Linked DNA regions of Mus musculus: all the other regions are linked to region 2. Evidence: chromatin contacts called from public HiCAR-type and promoter capture Hi-C data. All regions are on one chromosome and are shown on one strand. The core of a region is the stretch at or near the end of the contact, and the rest is flanking DNA. Distances in the headings are between cores, read along the strand shown.

Evidence for each region. Promoter capture Hi-C pulls out the DNA fragments that hold promoters and counts their contacts. HiCAR-type assays count read pairs that join an accessible place to other places.
Region 1: a contact with region 2 is called in a promoter capture Hi-C map of embryonic stem cells, with 9 times the contacts expected there. The contact joins the promoter of Ccdc59 here to the promoter of Pawr in region 2. A contact is called at or near these places in 2 of 39 promoter capture datasets (embryonic stem cells and liver), 1 of 484 Hi-C or Micro-C datasets (uterus) and 2 of 115 datasets of contacts at active chromatin or transcription factors (astrocytes and embryonic stem cells).
Region 3: a contact with region 2 is called in a HiCAR-type map of astrocytes, with 2.6 times the contacts expected there. The contact joins the promoter of Osbpl8 here to the promoter of Pawr in region 2. A contact is called at or near these places in 1 of 484 Hi-C or Micro-C datasets (embryonic stem cells) and 1 of 115 datasets of contacts at active chromatin or transcription factors (astrocytes).

The regions. Positions count from the first base shown.
Region 1 is chr10:105,838,822-105,843,067 of GRCm38.p6, forward strand. Ccdc59 (coiled-coil domain containing 59) reads left to right here and starts at 2,658. Exons shown (of 4, transcript NM_025602.3): 1 at 2,658-2,834; 2 at 3,721-4,027. The coding sequence starts at 2,681. Mettl25 (methyltransferase like 25) reads right to left here and starts at 2,559. Exons shown (of 12, transcript NM_207522.2): 1 at 2,255-2,559. The coding sequence starts at 2,498.
Region 2 is chr10:108,330,556-108,334,285 of GRCm38.p6, forward strand. Pawr (PRKC, apoptosis, WT1, regulator) reads left to right here and starts at 1,634. Exons shown (of 7, transcript NM_054056.2): 1 at 1,634-1,693; 2 at 2,133-2,756. The coding sequence starts at 2,262. It overlaps Gm40755, which reads right to left and starts at 2,448. Exons shown (of 2, transcript XM_017314170.2): 1 at 1-2,448. The coding sequence starts at 2,178. The coding sequence ends at 1,222.
Region 3 is chr10:111,162,196-111,166,102 of GRCm38.p6, forward strand. It overlaps Osbpl8 (oxysterol binding protein-like 8), which reads left to right and starts at 2,607. Exons shown (of 24, transcript NM_175489.3): 1 at 2,607-3,001.

The sequences.
Region 1 (4,246 bases), core at 1,408-3,907, 2.5 Mb before region 2:
ATATATCTATACACATATACATCACATTCTCATGTATATACATCACACCAAGTACACGTACATATATATCACATCACATACATATACATCACATACATATACATATACAACATATCACATATACATGCATATACATCACATACATGTTCATACACATCACATCACATACATGTGCATATCACCTAACGTATCCTCTGGTCAATGCTTAACACATAGGATTTTCTTGTATTCATCTAGAAAGACTATAAAAAATTAATTCTTAAACTGCTGTAAATGAGAGAAATGAGAACAAAATCCCAGTTAGAAGGAATGCTTAAATTTGCATCGTTTTGTACAATTGCTGAGGTCTGTGATCTCCCCTGGGATGTAGAATTTGCTTAACCTCTTCCACTGCTGGATTTCCTCACAAGTTTAGAAAGAGCTTGTGGTAGATTGAACAGGAAAGGCGTCACAGATCATGTCTTCCAATGCTTGCCTACAGGGAGTGGCATTACTAGACTTGACTCTGTTGAAGTAGTTGGGACTTGGTTGCTGGAGGTTGTGTCACTCGTGGGTGGACTCTGAGTCTCAGCAGCTCACCCGAGGCCTAACGGCAGAGTCTCGTCACGCAGCCTGAGGATCAAGACGTAGGCCCTCAGTGCTGGAGAGATGGCTCAGCGGTTAAGAGCTCTTCCACAAGTTCTGAGTTCAACTCCCAGTCCCCACATGGTGACTCACAAGCATCTATAATGGGGTCCAAGCCCTCTTCTGGTGTGTCTGAAGACAGCTACAGTGTAATCAGGAAAAGAAAAAAAAAATCTTAAAGAAAAAAGAAAAGATGTAAGGCCCTTATTTAGCTCCTTCTCCAGCCATGTCTGCCTGCATCGCACCATGCTGTCTCTTCACAGAACTAGATGACAAAATCCGAAGGACTGCTTCCAATAAGTCAGCTCAAAAAACAGCTGGGAATTCATAAAACTCAAAAAGTTATCACGTCCAGAGTCTAGTCTCTGAATTGGTACTCAGACTTTTGCACACACACACACACACACACACAGAGGAAACAGGAAAAAAAAACTTTTAGCAAAAGCAAACTGCAGAACATACAATAGGCACCAATGAATCAAGCTATTAGTATATATAAGGTAATAGCCCATCAGGAAGAGACAAAGTTAAACAAAGGTTTGCTCTGCACTTAAAAGTTTTGTTTTCTTGTATTTTCTTCGTTTTTTTTTTCTTTTTGAAAGCCAACAAGAGTCACTTTTTTTCAACAAATATTTTATAGAGTACTTAATGTATGCCAAATAGTTTCCCACACGTTGGAATCCTGGTTAAGGCAAATACGGTTCCTGCTTTCTACAAGTTTATGTACCAGGTTATCAACGCAGAATACTATGGGAGCAAACTGAAAGGGTGTCTAACTTTCCAACAACCAGGAACTATTGCCCAAGAACCAATGTGTCTTAAGTTCTACCATTATAACCCCCCCCCCTCCATGGCCCCTACCTCCGCCCCCGGGGCACTTTGCATTTACAGGCTGCTTCAGTGATTAAGTAAGTTCACTAATGCTGACAACATCTGGAACACCTGGAAGCAAAGCACAAGCAATTCCAGTAGCTGCTACTGTTCCTGTTCCTCTATTTCCAGAATAGAATCTAAGTTGGTAGAATCTAAGTTTCTTGCGGGTATCAAACTCCAGAGCCTAGAAAACACCAGGGTGCATAACTGATATTGAAAATACAGTTTTCTTCTTCTTCTTCTTCTTTTTTTCCCCGAGACTGGGTTTCTCTGTGTAGACCAGGCAGGCCTCGAACTCAGAAATCTGCCTGCCTCCGCTTCCGCCTCCCAAGTGCTGGGAATTAAAGGTGTGTTTTCAAATTAACTAGCGAGCACTCAAAGCTTTCACTATCACCATCCTAATCCACGATACCTTGTGCCGAGTAGGAACTGGCTCTTATTGGTCCCCCAAGTCCACTTCTACTTTGTATTGATCATCACACAGCCTTTAGATGTTTTCAAAACTAAATTGTTGAATCAATAAATGAAGGAACGCCTCTTCCCCGGGTTGACTACTTTAAGTTGTGGAACTTGACCAACACCCAGATTAGAACCCAGAGGGGACCCCGCCCGTCTCCATCCATCCTCGCTATTCAGCTCCCTCCAATTCATCTCCTAGGTAACAGCATCCTTCAAGTCCCTGCCACTTCCGCCGAGTTCCACCAGGGGGCGCGCTGACAGCCCCCGCCCCGCCCGCCCCGCCCGCCCCGCCAGTCACCTGATCCCGTCTCTGCCTCGCGCGGCTCGGCCTCCACCGCCGACTCCCTCAGCGCCGCCAGCACGCTCTCAGGGGGCAGGTCGACCAGCTCCTGCCAGACCGACTTGGTGTAGAAGTCCACCGTGTGCGCGCTGGAAATGGCCAGGGCGCCCCTGAGGAAGCTCAGCAAGCCCTGTAACTTGTCGTGCAGCGTGGGCAGGTCCGGGGTCCTGGGCAGAGGGCAGGCCGCCGCCATGACGCTCATCCTCCGGGGCTGCAGGTGGCGCCAACATGGCCGCGCGACCCCTCTCTTCCCCGCCGGAAGCGGCTCAGGCTGAGGCAGTCGAGCTCCGAGCACGCGCCGGGTTGGGCGATTGATTGCTTCCGCCTCGTGACGTGTTAGGTCGGCGTCCACTGGCGTTCCAGGAACTCCCACCGTGGAAAAAGATGGCGCCTTCGCGGCCGTCTTCCAAGTGGCGGACCGGAGGGTTTGCGGCGCGTGGGGAAGGGATCTCTCAGGTCAGATTCGGAAACCAGAATGGGAAGCGCAGGACTTGGCGGCCGAACCCCCAGCAAGCCTTCCGGGGGAGCGTGCGCAAGGGTAAGGAGGGACAGCCGTGGAGGAGCGCTCGGGCCCGCCGAAGTCGAGGGAGTAGGATGGGATCCGGCTTGAGATCGGGGAAGCCGTTCCTAAGCTCGCCAAGTCCGAGAGCTTCTCAGTCCTTTGACTGAGAACCGGACGGTGCGGTCAGCTTCAGTGATTTAACGCAGATCTCAGGTCTAAGCGAAGACACGGGGCGTCTAGAGGTGCGCTTGGCTAAGAAGCACCCAGACATACTTGCATCTCTACTACAGCAAGTATGTAATATAGATACAATATTACATTAAAATACTCTGCCCCAAAGCTTTGATAACCAAAAGACACCACAGTAGCCCTCCAGTCTCATACTGCTGCCTTCCTTAGATTCGATTCGATGTCTTGTCTTTGAAGGCCTCTCGTTGCATGTCAGATGCTTAAGTGGTTTTTGTTCGATCTAAGAATAATCGACAGGTGTTCAGAAAGTTGTACAGTACCTCCCCCTTTTGTTTTGTGTTGTGTTTTGGAAAATAAGTGATTAGTAAGATCCTCCAAGGGAAAAATACTAGACTACTCTACTTTATTTATTAAGTGTTTACTGAAGACCCAAGTGAGATTGTATGTGGATTAAATAAAATGTAATTTGTGGATATGAGTCTAAATTCAAGGTGAGCAGTAAAGTTTAGTTTACTGTACTTAGAGTTTTTAATGTGATGTCTGACAACTCGCTGTTACCCTTATATTTAGGTAAAGGGCCACCTTGCTCTTCAGTGTACCATTAAATGGTTGCCTAACCTTATCTTTAAAGCAAAGCCAAGTAATTCTCTCATTTGAATATAAAGTAAAAGAAAAAAATATTTAGTTTTCATTTTCTGTTAAAGTAATTGTAACTGAAATCCTTCAATGTTAGGACAAGGTTTTGCATTTCGGAGAAAACTGAAGATCCAGCAAAATTACAAGAAATTGCTGTGGAAGGTGAAGGAGGCACCAGCGTCACAGGAGTCCCAGTTCACAGATCGTTACCCAGAGCACCTGAAACACCTCTATCTGGCCGAAGAGGAAAGACTCAGAAAACAGCAAAGAAAGGCTGGCCTGGCTTTGTCAGAAGAACAGGTTGACCGGCCTTTGCCTGAAGAGGAGGGCAGCACTGAGCAGACTTCCTCTGAAGAACCGCCAGGTGGTCACCAGCCACAGCCAGAAGAGCTGAACACAGGAAGGTAAGCACCTCCGTCTTCAGAAATTCCTCACTTTAAATGTAAAGAATGTTTTACTGACGACACAGGGAAAAATTTGTAAGAATCAGGATTTTTCTTAGCACTTTTTTCAAGTCATGTAATGGTATTTCATGGAGTCTCCCCACTTAGTGTTAAATGACTGAAAGAGGCTAGTTGAGCAGAGATGTCGAAAATAGGAAATGAGAATTAAGAGATCTGAGT
Region 2 (3,730 bases), core at 384-2,883:
CTTGTCTTTTTCTCCTTTCTTCCACTTCCCAGACAGAAACCTATGATTGTTTGAAATCTTATTATCAGAAGTAGTCCTTGAATCAAGCACACCACAATCAGAGTCGACTCTTAAAACAGCTTTTAAAAACGAGGTACTGTATTTCATAGTAAAGAAAGCGACTGAATTCAGAGAATTTAAACATACATTAAAGATCCCTGTGGTAATTTACATATGCGTATCCAGGCTGAGCCTGTCCTCTTTCCAGCGCTGTGTTTAATCCTTCCAAGTGAGCATTCTCAGGTAACTAACTCAGGAATGTGAACCTATATAGCCAGGCTCCAGCTTGCCTCAGAAAACAAGCCCGAGAAACCAACACAGCACACCTAAGTTGGTACCAGCTAGGCTCGCAGTCAGCCTGGTTTTTTTGTTTTGTTTTTTTTTTTTAATCCTTCTTGGGTGGGGTGCGGGGAGAGGCCTTTTACCAAGCAACTTTCTAAGCCTTCTCCAAGTTAATCGTATGTCCAGCCCAACAGGCAGACCAAAGACCAGAATTGCTTCTGAGAAATGCAAGACTGTGAGTCACTATAGCCTGTGCCCATTGCTGTGGCGTGTTACCTGCTGCCTCCTTACCTACATTGTGTCACCTGAGCAAAACGACGATGAATCGTTCGGTCAGCCTATGTGCCTCCGGACTCTTACTGTTTGGGAAACACGGTTTCATAGCTCCTGAAAATGATGCACTCTGACATTGCACAGATGTGAGAGATAAGTCCCCTTAGCTCTGATCGCAGGTGAGGATGGACTGACTCATGCCTGGGCATAGAAAAGATGGAAAGTCAGAGACTCTCCAGCTTTAGGTCGATGGTGGGGAGATTTGCTGCTAAATCTGCCTATAAGCGGTGTAGAGACAGCGTGAAGACCGCATGGGTTGCCAACAAGATCTTGAAAGAATAAAAAACTCTTGATAATTCATCGATCATTTTAGCATCTCCTTTTAGCTAACTTTTTTTTTTTTTTTAAATCACGACACTCGCTGCTTTTGAAGGGGCTTGCTGGGTTTCTCAGTCTCCTACCTGCCACCCCCCTGGCGTCTAGAAAGAGGGAGGGAAGGGCGGCGAGGGAAAGGGACCATGTGGGTATTTCCCCACCCTGGCGAGCCAGGTCCTGAATCATCCCCTAGCTGGTAGCACTTTTCCTCCGGCAAGTCACAACTTTCCCTAGAATAATACGGTCTTGTACTTAAAAGGAAGAGTGGTGGGAGACCCGAGGGGCGGGGAAGAGGAGTGAGGAGAGAGAGGGGCGTGGATCGGCCGATCCCGCCCTAGAATCTGCGGAGCTGGAAGGCAGCCCGCAGTGAAGTTGCGAGCCTGGGTAGGAGGTGTCCGCTCTGAGTGCGATTCCCGGGAGGGAGGAGTCAGGGCGGCGGGAGGGGCGGGGCGCCGCGCACCTGAGCGCGGAGGGCGGGGCTTCGGCGGTACTTCTCCGCCCCCTTTCGGGCCGCAGGGACTCGGCCCTTTCCGCCCCGCTTCGGCCCCGCTCGGTTCCCGCCCCCCTCCGCCCCTCGCTCGCTCCCTCCCTCCAGCCAGGGACTGCCCCCAGCTCAGGCCGGCGAGTTTGCCGGGGCTGGTCGTGCGCGTCCCGGACGCTCCGGCTCACCTGGACAACCCTCATCCCCGCCACGCTCCTTGTCCCACCTAAAAACTTCTCGGAGGTAAGGGGCTCTTCCGGGCCACCCGCACGGGACTCGCGCACGGGTCTCCTCTCCGCTGGACACGTCCCCCCCGGTTCCAGCCGGCTGGTGGCTCTCCGCGTCCCGTCTCGGAATGGAGGCGTCTGCGGCGCGGAGCTCAGGCCCGCGCGAGCGGAATGGGAGTCCCGGGGAGCTGTGCACACAGGTGGCAGCGGCGCGGGTGTCCCGGTGCGGGGTCGGGGACCTGGGTGCGACGGGGAGGGCGGCGAGGGTGGGGCCCATCTCTTCCTCTCTCTTCCTTCCCCGGGGTCGGATTTCTCGGGGTGCACCGCAGAGGTACGTCCTGCGAACTTGGCGGCTGGGACGCGCGGCCACGCCGAGGGCGCGGCGATCGCTGTCTCGCGGCCACCCCGGGACCTGACGCCGCGCCCCCTCCCCCGCCCCGTGTGCTTCCTTGCAGAGCGTCGGTCCGGCAGCGCGCTCACCCCGCGCAGTCCCCAGCGCATTCTCGCTTCCCGGGCAGGCGGCGGCGCCGGCGGGAGACAGGAGTCGCGGCGTGAGGGGCGCCCCCGCCGGCCCCTCTGGGAACATGGCGACCGGCGGCTACCGGAGCGGCGGCAGCACCACCACGGACTTCCTGGAGGAGTGGAAGGCGAAGCGCGAGAAGATGCGCGCCAAGCAGAACCCCGCGGGCCCGGGGTCGAGCGGCGGGGATCCAGCCGCCAAGTCCCCCGCGGGATCGCTGACCCCGACCGCGGTCGCGGGAACCTCGGAGCTCAACCACGGCCCCGCGGGCGCGGCCGCACCTGCCGCCCCCGCGCCCGGCGCCCTGAACTGCGCTCACGGCTCGTCCACGCTGCCCCGCGCGGCTCCCGGCTCCCGGCGGGCGGAGGACGAGTGCCCTAGCGCCGCTGCGGCCTCGGGAGCGCCTGGGTCCCGGGGCGATGAGGAGGAGCCGGATAGCGCCCGGGAGAAGGGCCGCAGCTCGGGACCCAGCGCCAGGAAAGGCAAGGGGCAGATCGAGAAGAGGAAGCTGCGGGAGAAGCGCCGCTCCACCGGCGTGGTCAACATCCCCGCGGCGGAGGTGAGCCGGGCGGGGCGGGCCGGTGCGGGGCTCGGGGCCGCCTCCCGAGTCTTCCACCAGGGAGCTCCCTCGGTCCGGGGCCCGGAGTTCCCTTCCACTCTCTGCAGCGGGGATGGAGTTTTACTTGGAGTAAATGATTGCTGGGAAGTTACCCCGACCCAGAAAAGTTGGACACGTGCTCTTTTTTCCGCCCCTGGAACCGGATTATTGCTTTAGAATGATAGACAGTTGGTATTCCCCAGGATTTGGCAGCCTAGACTTCTGTCTGTCTGTCTGTCTGTCTGTCTGTCTCTGAGTCTGTGTGTGTGTGTGTGTGTGTGTGTGTGTGTGTGTGTGTGAGAGAGAGAGAGAGAGAGAGAGAGAGAGAGAGAGAGAGAGAGAGAGAGAGATCAAGTGTTAGGGAAATCGATTCGTGGAGGTGATGACGTCTTCTGATTTCCCACGTGTCCATCTCGGGCTATCAGGTTGTTTTATCTCCACTTCCCTAGCAGTGTTTACAAGCAAAGGCACCTTTAAAGAAAGCGTAGCCTTAGCAATAGCTAAGCGTTATCTCGCAGTAAACCCGTGTTAAAGTCGCCCCAGCGGTATTTTGGACAGCAGAGATGCTGTAGCAACTAAGTTCTGGAGTCTCAGCAACTAATTGTGGTCTTGAACAATCGGGAAAATATTTGTTGGAGGTGTGTGTTCTTTATGTTTGGTGTGTGTGTGTGTGTGTGTGTGTGTGTGTGTGTGTGTGTGTGTGTGTGTTATATCACCAAACATTTCTTCTAGCATCAGGAACGTTCTATTAGAGATCTTGAAACTTTGAAAGATTTTTAAGCAAGTGTATAATCACACCTTCATCTACCTGAAAGGAAGCAATTCCAAAACTCTGGGAAGTGGTTTGACCTCTGTTTTTCACTCGAGGAAGCCACATCTTTTACTCTATGGCTTTTTAGTTTTAACTCTCCACCCACAACTTTTTAATTCTTGGC
Region 3 (3,907 bases), core at 1,357-3,856, 2.8 Mb after region 2:
TGTGTGTGTGTTGGTGTAAAACAACTTATGGGCGTAGACTCCCCCCTAGTAGGTCCCAGTGATCAAACTCAGGTCTTTAGCCTAGTCACTATGTGACTTAAACTCTTGAGACCCTCCTAGTTCACCTCACTTTCTTTTCTTTTTTCTCTTTTTAAGTGAAACTAAAAAGCTACAACTAGTCTGTCAGGAATCTGTGTAATCCTTAGTATACGGATGGGGGTGGGGTGGGGTGGGGTGGGGTGGGGAAGCTACCACTCCTTAATGAGTTTGTAGTCAAAAGCCCGACTCTTATCAGAACTGGCGGTACAGTAATTTATCTAGATACATATCTAATTAGCTACGTCTCTAATGTAGGTCTCTTTATTGCTCATACCCTCTTTTACACTGCAGAAATGGCCAGATTTTCAAAGGCCAATTGAAGAAATTGGGGCTGAGGCAGAAGGGAATTAGGCAAAGCAATTTGCCGCCTCCTTTGTTGCAATCTTCAATTTCAATTCTCAGGGTGAAAGCAAAGGAAACAGCCAAACAGCCAAGAAGGTATATTTTTCTTGTTATCTAATATTCTAGGAAAATTGTTTAAATATATTTAACTGCAGGTCACAGTAAGAAATACAATTTAAATAACAACAAGGGACATACTTTTACCCTGATTATTTGTTTTTAAATACAGGGTCTCTCTAGGAGTCTATGTAGTCCTGAACTTGCTATGTAGAAAGAACAGTCTGGTCTTAAACTCTACAGAGATGGGCTGTTATGGCCAGCTACTCACAAGGTAACTTTTAAAAAAGATTTATTTTATGTGTACGGGTGTTTTGCTTGCATGTGCATGCCCTGTGCCTGAGGGGGTCAGAAGAGGTGGGATTTCCTGGACCCACCAGCCAGCACATGGGTGCTGGGAATAGAAACCAGGACCTGCAAGAACAGGTACTCTTGACTGCCTCATCTCTCCAGCCTCCCACGAACTGATTATTGCTTGGTTTAGATATTATGCATTCTTATCTTTTAGATTATATCTCATTAAAACCCAATTCATTAAAAAATGACATTGGCTTTTGTTAGTCTGAAAAAAACAGCATTGCTTCAGATAAGTGACATTTCAATCTGCTGATAAACTGGAACGTTACCGCCATCACATAACAATGTTTCCTGCCTTGCACTGCCTCAGCACTCAGAAAGGAGAGAGCCAGGCAGCTCTCTGTGAGTTTGAGACCAGCATAGCCTACAGAAGGAGTTCCAGGACATCTAGGGTTACACAGAGAAACCCTGTCTCTTTGAAAAACAAAACAAAACAAAACAATCAAGCAAGAAAAACAAACAAAACAAGAAAACAATAAACTTCCCTTATGTTTATGTAAAATACAAATATAATTTCTTAGGTTTCTTAACAGAAGAATGTGGCAGAATCTTTCCCTCATTGGAACAGTCCTTCATGACAAAATCTAATTGTTTTTCAAATGTTAACATAGCTGCATCAAGATGTGTTTTAAAGATCAGCGGCCTGGCATTATTTAACTGAGCAGTAAATTGCTCTTTCTTTGGGCAACAAAATGGCCACGTCTGCAAATTTTTTAGAGCTGCTATGAAATACATCAGTAACAGGCAGAATCCTATGGCCTACTTAAGTATCCAAACGATCAGAATGTCATCTGATTTCCTGTCAAGAAATGTAATGGAAATTGTGTAAAGTTAAAAAAAAAATTCTTGGTTCCAGAGTAGAAGGATAAAGGAATAAGGAATTGAATTTTTATCGTAGAGAATGGCCTTGTTAGAGGCAGCTCATTCCTCCTTCTGCACTGTTAGGTCGCTTTTCTCTTCTTCTGTATTGTAACTGGCTTTCTTCCAGTGATGAGTTCTGCCCCTTTCCTCTCCACAGGATGGGGAGGGATTTCTGGGGTCATGGTTAAAAAAACAAAAAACAAAAAAAGCCAAGAGTTGAGGTACAAAACAACAACAACAACAACAAAATCCGAAGAGTTAAATTAGGCTTTCTGTTCAAATTGAGAGGTACTATCAACTTGCCACGTCGCTAAAACCGTCACCAACCTCACTGTAAAACTTCATGACTGTAAAAGCTGGCACCCAGGATTCTGAACATGACTAGGAACAATAACAAGAAAGCCTGCTAGGCTATTTTCATCCCAGCGTGACTGAAGTCTACATCTCAAACCTCCTGTGAGGCCAACAGCTAATGAGACACCACAGTGAACGTGTCATTGGAACTTAGGCAGCAGGGACTCCTGGCTGCTTCTCAAGCCCCAATTTCTCCTGGCAGCCTCCTCTGTGGGCCCGGCCAGAGGTCGGGAGGCGGGTCCTGCCCAGCGAGCACTTCAGAGACCTGCGGGTAGCCGGCCCTCCACCCCAGGGCTTCCTGAGAGGGAACCTCGAGGGCGGGGAGGGGAGCGGAGGGGAGGTGACATGACAGCTCGCCATCACCACGAGCTGCCAGCAGCTGCCTCTGCGCGCCCGCCCAGCAGAAGCTACCCGGGGACCGCCTCCTTGCGGCGTCACGTGACGGGAAGGGGGCGTGGCCCAGGCCCGGGCTGGGGGCGGGGCTGCGAGAGGGGCGGGCCTTGGGATGTGAAGGCTGGTGGCGGCTCGCGGCGCCCAGAAAGGCGGTGTCAGGGCGGATGACAGCATTCTGCTGCGACGCGCTCCCAGCTGGGCGGCGGTGGTAGCGGCAGCGGCAGCGGCAGCGGCAGCCGGGGCGGCAGCGGCGTTCGACTCGGCCACCGCCGAGAGCGGTAGCGGTAGAGAAGGAAGAGGTTCCGCCCTGGCCCGCGGGCGGAGGAGCCCGAGTTCGCTCGCCGCTCCGGGCCGAGCCCCCGCCGCGGCTCGCCTGTGCTCTCCGTCCGGGCTGGCTCTCAGTTCCCGCGGGCGACCGCAGCCGAGAGAAGTTGAGGAGGGGGGGTCCCACCGGACACTAAGGCCCCGGACTCCGGCGTCCCTGTGATCCCACGGAAGCCTGCTCCCTGCGGGCCGCCTCCTCTGGGGCTCCGCATCGGTGAGTGGCGCTCAGCCCGGTGTTGGGGAGCAGCGGAGTCGTGCCTTTTGGGGTGACTGTAGTCCCTCAGTCCTACGTTCTGAGCTCGGGCTGTGGGCACTCGTGGGTACCCCGCGCCGCGAGTTCCCCTCCTGCCTCTCCTTTGTCCCTTCTGAGAGGGAGATTGGCAGGGCTGGCGGGGGTGGCGTGTTTTTTGGGGCCCGCGGTAGGTGCGTCTGCAGCGGTACAAAGCCCAGTGGGGACCTGGGATGGGGGCGGGGGCGGCTCGGCGGCGTTCCGGGTCCCGAGTGTGTCTGCCCCTCCCGAAGTTTGACAGGGCGACGCCGGGGCTCGCCGGAAGCCCCCCGCGCAGGGGGTGAAAACCTGGCGCTTTGTCGCCCCGGGCGGTTAAGGCAAGGCTTGGGGTTTTCCTGTGACAGCCCCTGAAGAGGTTGTGCCGCTCGCAGGCGGACCGCACCCGCCTTTGCAGAGACTGTCGCGGTGTTCCTTAAACCTCAGCTCCGTTGGCCTTCTTGCCACACTGGAGAAAAGGCGGTGTCTTCGTTGCACTTTTTTTTTTTTTTTTTTTACGTTTTGTTTGCGGCTAAGCTGTGGAGAGTGTAATCAGGTTCCAGGGAGTTTCATATGGAGCATGCTTTTGCTTCATTGAGCAACCCACTCAAGACCGGCTGATGCGAAGCAACAGTAGATGCAGATTTTCCATTCACTAAAGTCATTTAACACTTCTTTGTGAGCGACATCTGCGTCGTGAAACATAACCTAATTTCATTTTAACTAAATGCCGTCTGAAATAAGTTAACTTGGGTTCGTCTCTAAACAGATGGGAACACTTATCTGACGATAGCATATCTGCTTTCAATAACTTAATGAAGTTTGTGCCTTTTTGCTGCTGGAAGACTTAAGTAA